Linked DNA regions of Mus musculus: region 2 is linked to region 1. A link is a contact called in public promoter capture Hi-C data. All regions are on one chromosome and are shown on one strand. The core of a region is the stretch at or near the end of the contact, and the rest is flanking DNA. Distances in the headings are between cores, read along the strand shown. Region 1 overlaps Rlf (rearranged L-myc fusion sequence). Region 2 holds the start of Mfsd2a (major facilitator superfamily domain containing 2A).

The links. Promoter capture Hi-C pulls out the DNA fragments that hold promoters and counts their contacts.
Region 2: a promoter capture Hi-C map of liver shows a contact between it and region 1, with 5 times the contacts expected there. The contact joins the promoter of Mfsd2a here to the enhancer-like site in region 1. A contact is called at or near these places in 8 of 39 promoter capture datasets (cranial neural crest, embryonic stem cells, hippocampal neurons and 5 more) and 1 of 115 datasets of contacts at active chromatin or transcription factors (astrocytes).

What each region holds. Positions count from the first base shown.
Region 1 is chr4:121,164,665-121,170,506 of GRCm38.p6, forward strand. The region is part of intron 5 of Rlf (rearranged L-myc fusion sequence); the gene reads right to left. Among named protein-coding and RNA genes, the nearest start is that of Rlf, 47 kb to the right of the region's middle. Within about 2 kb of position 3,212, at least 8 of the 459 cell types and tissues checked have an H3K27ac peak or open chromatin away from gene starts, as enhancers often do. A contact at or near this core is called in liver, where this site is marked.
Region 2 is chr4:122,958,568-122,964,276 of GRCm38.p6, forward strand. Mfsd2a (major facilitator superfamily domain containing 2A) reads right to left here and starts at 2,621. Exons shown (of 14, transcript NM_029662.2): 1 at 2,374-2,621; 2 at 703-834. The coding sequence starts at 2,466.

The DNA.
Region 1 (5,842 bases), core at 1,962-4,461:
TATATGAACTCTGTATTTGCCAATGCCCAATACAATAACAATTAAAGTAGGTTTAAATTATGATTAAAGTTAAAGAAAAGTTATAGGATGAGGAGGAAATCAAATCCAAAGTTAGACTTTTGCTGCTACTTCTGAATTTTTCTCACAAAGTCTCAAGTACTGAGATTAATGGCTGTTTCTTAATTTGTTTTCTGAACACAAAATACTGCAGTTGGTATAAGGTCAGTATCTGAACTTACCAGATACTACAGCCAGTCAGCCAGCCAGCCAACCAACCAACCAAACACATGCTTTTAAAAAATGTGTATTACCTCATCCAAGGCCAATCATCTATATGTATACACACGATAGTGCTACCCTTCCCTCCTGTTTTCTTAAGACAGGCCTTAAATCTGAAATCTTCCATCTTGTCTTCTCAATTGCTTCTCTCTAGTACTGCATGTTAGATCCAAAGAATTCTTATTATAGAGTCTATATTTGTTCAGTGTCTATCTATGGTGTGGCAAGAACTGAATCTTTTTAAAAAATGTGCATTTGACACAGAAGCCAGAGAACAACTTTGGGTGTCAACCTCATGAGCACTATCAACCTCCTGTGAGTCTAAATCTCTCATAGCTTGGTAACTCACCAGTTAGACTAATTGGCTGGCCATGTACACACATACACACAAATACACATAAATAAAAAATAAATCTTTCAAAAAAAATTTTTAAAGACGGGTGTATGTGTGTGGGGTGGGTGGGAAGGCCTTACTACATAGCACAGGAGGGACAAATGTTTAGCAAATGCTTTTTGTAATTATATTCAAGATTGCAGTGGGAAGTATGAAAAGACAGATGATGTGAAACAGTTCAGTTTTTGATTTCTTTATGACACAATACTTATACTCAATTAAGAGTCATTGAGACAATCTCAGTTTTGGAAAACTACATTCAGGTGTTCACATCACCAAATAGCTGCTTCACTGTCTAGGTCCACATCTCAAAACAAGGATGACCAACACTGTCACTACTCACATACTATGCACCACCAGACCATCTTCCCCAAAACAAGTACTCTGTGAATGTAATGTTATGGGTTATACTCTTCCCACTAGGATACTGCTAAGTATGTAAATGCTTAAAAAAACAAAACAAAATGAGGAAGTCAGTAGGAAGATAAAGATTAATGGGAGTCAGGATGGAAGGACAAGCTTCTCGAGTCAATCCAGTAGGAAGAACCTTAAACATCAACAATGTAGGTGACAAGCCTCTCAGAACAGGGAGGTAAAAACTGAGCCAAAGGATAATTTAACCACTTCAAATAACTATTGACCCAAACACTGGTCTAGAATTCAAATAAAGAGCTGGCTTTATAACACTGCATTGTAGCAGCTATTTATTGAAAACAGAGTAGAAGAGAAAATATGGAGCATTATTTTCTTTTTAATTTCTTTGTGTGTGTATCTATGTATGTGTGTGTGTTATATGTGCAGCATGGAATATATGTGGAGGTCAGAGACATCATTTAGAAGTTGGCTTTCCTCTTCCATCACGAGATCCAAAGATGAAATGCCAGTGCCTCTGCCTACTAGCCATACATCTAAGCAGTCTCCAAGGCATTACTTTACATTGGACCATGATGAAGGCATCTTTGACAAGGAAGATACTATGAGATAAGAGAGTAGCCATGAAGTGTGACTTGTAAGCACAAACCTCTATGACAAGAACACACTTGGCTTGTGTCTTAAACCTTAACAAGGTAGCTGAAGAGCTGTGAGCATTAAGTTGTTTAAGAAAGTTTAAAAACAAAACAAAACAAAACAAAACAGACATTGGCCATAGCAAATAGAATGAAGGCGTTTAGATTTAACCTGAGAAAAATGGAAAATTATTGGAGGGTGTGGGCAGAAAATGGCCTGACCTAAGCACTAAAGAGATTTTACTTCAAGAAAGTAAAATGTAGTGGCCATCAGCGAAACTACACACAGTTCAGAAGGCTTCTGTATTCATCCTGACATCTCCGATTCCCCACATATTATCTGAAATGAACTATCAGATATATATGTATATATATGTGTGTGTATATATATATGTGTGTGTGTGTGTAAATGTATATATCTATATCTCAAGGATAATGTGTTACTATTGTATTGAAGAATAAAGATAAAAATTACTGAACTCTTCCTCACCCCAGAGCCCGACCCCTCCCATCTAGAGATTGTTCCCAGAACACTCCTGAACTCTTCACCCCAGAATGCATTCCTGAACTCCTCACCCTAGAGTTCGAACTAAAGACTGTTCCAAGAACATTTTTGAGATAAGGGCCTCCTGGAACAACCTCAGAATGAACCGGGTACATTGCCAAATAATAGGACATGACCCCTTAGTTACGTAGAATTCCCTTGGCAGAACCCCTTAGTTATGCAAACTTGTACTTTCCCTGCCCCGCTCTCCCCCCTTGAGTTTTTCCTATATAAGCCTGTGAAAAATTTGGCTCGAGGTCGATTCTCCTCTACACCATACTAGGTGTATGAGTTTCGACCCCAGAGCTCTGGTCTATGTGCTTTCTTGCTGTTGCTTTATTAAATCTTGCCCTCAACATTTTGAGTTCGGTCTCAGTGTCTTCTTGGGTCCGCGGCTGTACCGAGGCTTGAGTGAGGGTCTCCCTTCGGGGGTCTTTCAGTATTATTACAATTACATGGGGTCTCGTGTATACCAAGCTGTCTTCAAACCTACTGTAGAAGAGAATGACCTTGAACTTATCTTTCTGTCTCAGCCTCACCCTAGTGATTGGATTACAAGTCTGCAGCACCATGACTGGTTTATATGGTATTGAGTACTGAACCAAGAGTTTCAGGCCGCTACATGAGCATGCTAAGAGCTAAGCTCCTATCACCTTACTATTTTCAATCCTGTACTACTGATAGCAAACCCAGATTTGAATGCCAGCATTACATTAAGGTAGCCAACATATTTTAATTGGAACTTTTTATCAACAAAAAGGAACTTTGTCAGAGATGTGAAACTAAATGTGAAAAAGTATAGAGTATGCCTAGCCTACAGGGAGCTATGTATTCACTAATCTTTCCACTTCTGACATGGAGAACATAGTTGAAAGGCAACTGACTTCACTGGGTTTATTTTTAGTTGCACTGAGGATCAGTCATGAGGCCTTGCTTAATACTAGGTAAATGTTTAACTAACTATACTCCCTCTCTTTTCTGGCTTCATTGAGAAGCAAGCTCAAGCCAGGCTATGGTGACATATTCTGCAACCCCTCATTAGGGATGCGGAGGCAGGAGTCTGGGAACTGGTGGCCAGCATGGGCTACAGTGAGCTTGGTCTAAGACCAGCCTGGGCAATAGTAATACCCTGTCTCAAAACTTAAACCAAACGAAAGCTCAGGAAGTCATAAAGGCAATCAGGGCCCTAATAGTAATACCAGAAATAGTCAGTGGGGTACTGCAACATTTAACCAAAGGAAAGCAAAGTCAGAAGGAGAAGGAACAATCACTGAAGAGCTAGGAAGTCAAAGTGTGTGAGACCTTAAAAAGACATGGGGAAGCTGGGTGGTGGTGTTGGTGGCGCATGCCTTTAATCCCAGGACTTGGGAGGCAGGTGGATTTCTGAGTCCCAGGCCAGCCTAGTCTACAAAGTGAGTTCCAGGACAGCCAGGGCTACACAGAGAAACCCTGTCCTGAAAAAACCAAAAGACATGGGAAAACATCAAGATGACAGATTGGTAAGAAAGACTGTGGGTCAAATGTCATATTATAATGTCAGTCAGGGGGCTGGAGAGATGGCTCAGTGGTTAAGAACACTGACTGCTCTTCTGAAGGTCCTGAGTTCAAATCCCAGCAACCACATGGTGGCTCACAACCATCCGTAATGAGATCTGACTCCCTCTTCTGGTGCGTCTGAAGACAGCTACAATGTACTTAGATATAATAATAAATCTTAAAAAAAAAAAAGAGAGAGAGAAAGAACCATATAATGTCAGTCAGAGGTGGGAGTGGTAGCCCATCCCTTTAATTTCGAGTACTGGGGAGGCAGAGGACAGCCAGGGGCTATAGAAAGACCCTTTTTCAAAAAAAAAACAAAAAAAAACAAAAAAAACCAAGAAGCTATAGCCAGATTCGGTAGCAGGAGAGTCACAAGTTGAAGGGAACGGGAGGTAGTACCTGGGAATATAGCTCAGTTGGTAGGATGTTTGCCAGGCATATATGAAGCCCTGCCCTTGATTTCCACCAGTACTAAATAAAACTGAGATTGGTGTTGTACACCTGTGATGGACCAGGAGTTCAAGGCCAACCCAGGCTCAGTTGGGGACCGGGGTGGAGAGAACGAATAAGAAGGAATATGAAGGTCCTGAGAGGAGAAAAATATTTCACAGTAAAGTCACACTGAAACTTAACTCAGTGTAGGCCAGGACAAGAAACTGGAGTCACTGTAGAGGAAGAAGGTGCTAAAGATTTCTAACAGAGTGAAGGACTCTCAGCTATCTCTAGGACAGCAAAGAGTGAATGAGAGACATCTGTTATACGAGTGAAGAAGAGGAACTGTCTGCCTCCAATAACAAGAGGTGCACATACACAGAGTAAAGGAGGTGAGCAGACATTCAGGAACAAAGTACCTAAGTTTCTACAGGACAACAGGGAGAAGCGCAGGTTTCAGAGATTTCCTATGAAGGTGGGTGGTAAGTAGACTAAAGAAATGCATATAGTGCAACTGATTTAAAGATGAATTAATTGGTAAATACAACAGAGCAGATAAAGATTTGAGGTAGTCAGAGATACAATTAAGGACACGAATAACAGAGGACCAGAGGAGCAAATGCCATCCGATGTAACTGAGTAGAGAGGCAGGGGAATACGATGAGGATGAGGCAGGCTGGGGAAGGCACAGGTCCTGACTGGTGCTGGTCAAGTCCATACAGTACAGAGAATGAAGCAAAAAGAGAGCAGGATACAGGGGAAAAGTTAAATTTAGAAACTACTATATAGTAGAGAACTCGATCTTTGAGGTGCCTACATTTAGTTAGAAACTTCAGCTTGCAGCTGGCTCAGCAGGGAAGACACCTGCCAACAATCCTGGTGACCTGAGCTCCCTGGAAACCAGGTAAAAGAGAGAATTAACATCCAAACGTATCCTCTGGCATCCACAGGAGTGCCATGAATGCATGCTCACAAAAATACATCTCATATGTATACACCTGTGTGCACACATGCACAATTATAAACAAAGAAAGATGTCTCGGTGTAGAAGTAAGAATTCATGGGTTAAATCTGGAATGGCGGCTGAAAGATAAATAATGACTTAAAGACTAAGCATTCCTATTTTTTTCGGCATGATTTATTAAACATTTGGAGAGAACCAATTCCAAACTTTCTAAGAAACATGATTCACATGTTTCATTAAAATAATACAATCGATAAAAGTTTTTAAAGACTCAGCAATTTTACTAGCATTCTATATACCCCATGGTATCCAGTTTGACCAGTTAATTATTAGTAAAATATATTCTTGAAGCTTAGAGTCCTGCACTTGTGTGTTACAGAGGCAAAAGCACAAAGTTAAGTGTTAACTAAGTTAAAATTAATTCCCACACTCCTTGGATTATTCCTTGACCTATTTACTAATTTCCCAAATCCAATAAAGTTAGAACTGTCAGAAGGAAACCTACTTTTATATCTGACGATTCCACAGTAGACCATCATGTGTAAACACTTATAAACATCATTTGTGCATTCTTAATTATCCATTTTAGAAACCCAACTATACCTATAACTAACTTTATATCCAATCTGAAGAAGTTAAACATATCTATATATCTCTCTATATATCACATATTTATTTATTTA
Region 2 (5,709 bases), core at 1,371-3,870, 1.8 Mb after region 1:
CCTGCAAATGGAAACTAATATGCCTCGCTTGCCCAGAGATGCTACACAGAAAAGAGCCAGTGAGGGCACCCCGGAGCCATGGTTACCCAGTCTCCCACTCTCTCATCCAGACAGGGCGAATTCTTTGGATGCCAGGCTGCCAGCCAAGGCTTCTCAAAGTACACACAGTAGCCCTGCTTCACCCAAACTAGCCCTTTCCATCAGAGACCCCCTAGTCCCAGGACACTAACATCTGCCTGCACCTTCAGGTTTCCCCTAGCCATCAGCAGCAAGCTGCTGCTCCTCAGGTGAAGGTGAGATACAGTTCTTCCATCAACCTAGCAACAGCAACACCCACTAAACCCTGAGCCAAGCCAGCTGACTGTCTTCCAGCCAGGGACATGGTGTGCCAGTCTCTTCTAAGAACAGCGTCACTAGCGGGTCCCATTCTCCCTCAGCCACTGCCCTATTCCGCCAGGCTCTCTATTGCTCCTGCCAGGCAAGGAAGAGTTGCCAGCTGTGGTTCCTGGGGCAGGTAGACCGCGCCCCCCCCCCTCCCGCACACTTCCTAAAGCCTTACTTCCCATCCACTGTGACCCTGAGTGGCAGCCAAGGAATGTGTCCTGGTCTTGTTTTACCACTGGGGAAAACTGAATGACCCTACCAAGAGCCCATCAGTTCCCTCTGGCTACCAAAGGAGCCCGAGGAGCTCCTGTTACTCACCTTAGCCACATCCAATAGGTAGATCTGCAGGAAGAATCCCAGTGCGCAGCCGGTCAACTGGTACGGGGCCCCTCCAACTGCATAGCAAAGCTTGTTGCAAATGGACAGTTGCTGCTTCTTTTTTGGTTCCTTCTGGGAAGAGAAGGAAAGAATGAAAATAAGCCCAGGATTCTGGCCACCAACCTAGAACGTGCCAGAGGCACAGACATTTATTTCTCCAGCCAACTCGGCCAAGAGGAACAGTTCTACCTTGCCCAGTTCCCACCTAGGGAAATCTCACTTCCCCAACCCCACAGGAAGTTGCCCTTAAACCCAGACTTATCCCTCCACCCCCAGACTCTGAGGAAATCTATCACCTTCCATCTTTAAAGATCTCCCAGATCAGGTGTAGTGGCACCAACACTTGGGAGGCAGAGCCCAGCAGATCTGTAAAGTCTGAGGCCAACCTGGTCTACAGAGCTAATTCCAGGTCAGCCAGGGATACAAAGAGAAACCTGTCTCAAATAAGTAAGAAAATAAATGAATAAATAAATAAATAAATAAATAAAATCTTCTCCCAGGCCCTCAGCTCCTTTCCAAGTTACCCAGAAAGAGCATGCGGTAGCAATGGGCCTGTCCCTACCTGGCACTAGCTGCCACAACCTGAAAATCCTCTTGCTGCCAAAAGTTCCCTGAGCCCAGCCCAGGCTCCCTCCCTGACGCCCCGCAGCAGCTAGGATCCACCTGCGTCCTGGATGAGTGCACCAGAAGGGGGGGGGGCGCCCAGCCCGCTGCATCCTCAGCTGTTCTTTCAATCTGTCCCAAAGTTCCCGGGCCCCTGTAGGGAGTCTTCAGCTCCAGGCAAACCCTTGAGCAGTCCTACCATCCATCTGCCTAACACGCACCCTTTCCAGCTCCTAGGGGACCTTGGAGAGGGGTAAAAAGGGCTCCAGGTGCAGGGCTCAGCCCTCTCCGGGTGGAGCACTAGGGGAGGCTGAGGTTGCCCAGGGAAAGTAGAGATTACTCATACATGGTAACAGCATAATTGCTTACTCGTTTCTTCCAAGAACAGTTAATAAAATTAAAAGGAAAAGTTAAGCACCTCCCAATTAGCTATATTGTGAGAGATTCCTTTCCTGGGGCCGCATGGTTTCATGGTGTGGTTAAATAGATCCAAAGAGTTAGAACGGATCGGAGAGAGAGGATGTCGAGACACGCGGAGCTCTGTGCATGTGAACCCTCAGTCACACAAACGCTTTCGGTATGCGGCTCCTTTAAGAGCAAAGCCCTTGTTCTTATGAATGAACTTGAGTGGCCCTCCTCAGAGTTAAAGCACGAGAGTGGGGGGTGGTGAGAGATGGAGAACCAAAGGGACTCTCAGACTTCTGGGGTCTCTTCAGGTCTAGGGAGAGAAACTAGTGTGGCTCAGCACAGTAGAACCTAGAGCGCTGGGGAGAGCCCCACGCCGCGTAGAGTTGCCGGCGCCTCTCTTGGCGCAAACCCATTGTAGGGGTGTGCAAAGGGGCTTCAGACTTTCTCCATCACTCCCGGTCCCAGAGCACTCCTTGCTTTTTTCAAGCTTCGCTGTACCCTGTTACCGCCAAGTGTCCCAAGGCCAGACCTAGTCTCCGACGCCCCTATACCCACATCCCGGCCGGCCCACCACCCCTTGCCCTCCTCTCGGGACCTCACCTTCACCTGGACCGGCCGTTCACTGGCTTGGAGGATGCTGGTGGGGAGCAGCCCCGCCGCGGAACCGCTCTCGGCGCCTTCTCCTTTGGCCATGACCCGCGGGCCACGCCGCGTGGGACCGGGACGCCGGGATGCTCTTGTGTTCTGCCGGCCGGCACTCGCCTGTGGCTCCGATCCTAGGCGCAGCCCCAGCCACTACTACGTTCGCTAGCACTTAGCAAACCAGGAACGCCGGCGATGAAAACTCCCTAGCACGTCCCCTCCGCGCCTCTTAAAGGTTCGGGCCTGCGCCTCCAGCCAATCCCTGCACGCGCCTGCCCATCTCGGCTGGCGGAGCCTCGCTGCTCAGCCACGTTCTCAAAGCCGGCAACCCACACCGCGTGCTCCTAACTACCTAAGCAAAGCTGAGAAACCCACCTGACTCGCCCGAGGAAACTGAAGTCCCAGGCTGAAAGTGACCTGTCCGAGGTCCCCCAGAGTGAGTTTTCCCTGAGTAGAGCCTGTGGCCCTTGACTTCTGAATCCCCATCAGCTCCTTTTAAAATCCGGAGTCAGGTGGCTTCTCCCCTCCCCCAAACCTGAGGCCATGGGCTGTAACTTTCATTATCAATGTCCCTCGTGTCTCAAGATCGACAATTTCCTCTTCCTCCCTTTGAAAAGTAGGGGCCTTTTTCAATGGGACAGAAAAATTACCAAGTCCAGTGGCTACCGCTTCCAGGCAGGGGAACTCGCAAGTTCTAAGAAGGAGCCATGGCCACAGCAGCCGTTTATGGGTAGCTTTCTAACAGGCTTAACATGACCTCACTGGGTGCTTATGAACGCCATCTGAGGGTGGTACTATTATTATCCCCATTTTACAACCCAGGAAAGGGGGACACAAGAAGAACAGCTGTTGCGACACAGACAGGCCAGAAAGGTTTTGTCCAGTTCCAAAGTCTTTACTCATAACTCTCCTGCTCTGCCCCTCAGCATAAATTACAGAAGGCTGAGCTATGTCTGTGCTCCCAGACAGGAAGCCCTGGGAGATACAAGACGCCAGCAGCCCTCTGTGTCGAAAAGAAAAGAAAAGAAAAGAAAAGAAAAGAAAAGAAAAGAAAAGAAAAGAAAAGAAAAGAAAAGAAAAGAGAGAAGAGAAAAGAAAAGCTTTGAGAAAGAGCATGCAGAGGAATGTGGTCCTTGAAAGAAGGGAGGACCGTCATCATCTAAACAGAGGCCAGGCATAGGTGCCAGCAGAGAACGGTCTTTGCTGCCTTTCCTTCCACCTCTGCTAATGGCACTCCAGCCTTCACAGATCCCCAGGAGCCTGGGTCAAGTCCAGCTCTCCCTCTTCAGTGAAGTTACTGCTTAGACTCTCAGAGACCGCTCACACAGGACCTGTGTTTCTCAGTGTCAAGCTTTTTTTTTTTCCCCTCCTCTTAGTTCAGATTGCAGGGAAGAGCTATTGAGATCTGACTCCTCCACAATGGCCACAGCACCCTTGTGTGCCCTGGCACATCACTGTCCAGAAACAAGCCAAGGGAAATAGTGAAGACTGTAAGAAGGCCTGTTGTCCCCACTGTCACACTGCCCTCTCTCTCTTCCATACTATAGGAGGGAAGCTATGGAGTCCTGTACAGTCTCTTCCAGCCCTAAATTCTTCACTCCTTTGAATGGCAGCATTCCAGAAGTGATCTGAATAACCGAGCCAGATTATGCCCTCCTTGAAAATAAGAACTCTATCTCTTTCACTCCCATATCCCACTAAATCACAGTGAGTGTGAGCTGAAGCACCAGAGGAGCCAGCCCATTCAGAAAAACCCCAGGCACCTCCATGGACGGGCTATCTAGTTGTTCCTGAACAACTTTATTAACCTCCTTGTGTACAAAATAGGGACCTACCTAATAGCGTTGTCTGGGGGATAAGACAAGAAGTTGTACAGGAAACATTTCGCGCACAAGGACTCAGGAGCTGAGGCTGGGCTAGTTCCCCTCCTGGCCCGATTCCAGTCTGTCAGTGTAGCAACGCAAGATTCCAGATATGGCCTGACCAAGCCAGTACAATAGACCTATTATTTCCCCCAGTCTGGACACGACACATTGTTAATGCAGCCTAAGACTGCTGGGTTTCAGAGCCTTTCTCTCCCGTGATTAGTTCCCATCAGGTTGTGGTTAGCTAAATTATTCAGATTCTTAGCACCAGAGCTTGGGGTCAAGTCAGGTTTCTTCACCATCCTCTATTCTGTGTAGTGTCCCCAAGCGCTCAGCAGAATAATGACATCTGGCTTACTTCCGCCTGTGGACATTGTTTTGAATCCTAGCTCTATTGCCCACGATTTTCTTCCACTCTGAATTCAGGCCCAGCTTGTTCTAACTTCTAGCCCTACTGGTCAGGACAGAGCTCTGTAACGCAACCCGAGAGACAGTAAATCATCATGAGCAAATCAGAGCATCATAAACCCAACAGTCCCCAGTCACCAAATTCTCACTGTTTCCTGAGCAAGCATGGTGCTCAGTGCTTTTGCTTTGTGTATACCATCTAATTTACTTATTCCAACACTGATGACAGAGGGTGTTTTTGTTACCCCGTTCTACAGATGTTTAAACCCAAAACTAAAAGAAGAGAGACAAGGGTTTGATTTTATAAGCTTGATGACAAACTTGATTGCTATCTATTCAGGTACCTACAGTCCTGACCAGGTAACTCCATTAGTCCCTTTGAAAGTTCTCCTTTCTACCTCCTCCTATCCATACCATCAGGCTCAAAGCCCAGGTAACTAGGTTGAAGCTCTGGAAACCTAGCCAGCTCTATTGGCCTCAGAAGCCTGGAGGAGAAACATGGGCCCCTTCTTCATAGCCCCCATCTTCTCATGAGAGGAAGAACTTCTCCCTAATGGCACGCAGCTATTCATCCAGGAGTAGGTCTGTCCTTCTAGCCACCAGTCCCCTTTCTGGGTCTAGCTCAAGATTTCAGCTAAGGGCAAATGTGTGTGCGTCCTCTGTGTTGCTCTGCACATCCCTGCATTCAAGCAAGGCTGCTGCTAGGCCCTCCCCAGAGAACAACTGGGTCCCCTGACCTTTCTGGAAGTAGAGAAGTGGAGTGTACACAAAGGTCCCAGAGAGGATAGGAATACTGTTCAGTTGCTAGAGTACTGGTCTAGCATGCATAAAGTCCCAGGTTTGATTTACCAGGAACTGGCATAGTCATGCATACCTGCTATCCAAGCGCTTAGGAAACTGAGGCAGAAGGATTGTTCAAGACTAGCTGGCCTAGCAAGTTGTGGTGGTGTAGGCCTTTAGTCCCAGCACTTAGGAGACAGAGGCAGAGGCAGGTGGATCTCTGTGAGTGGGAGGCCAGCCT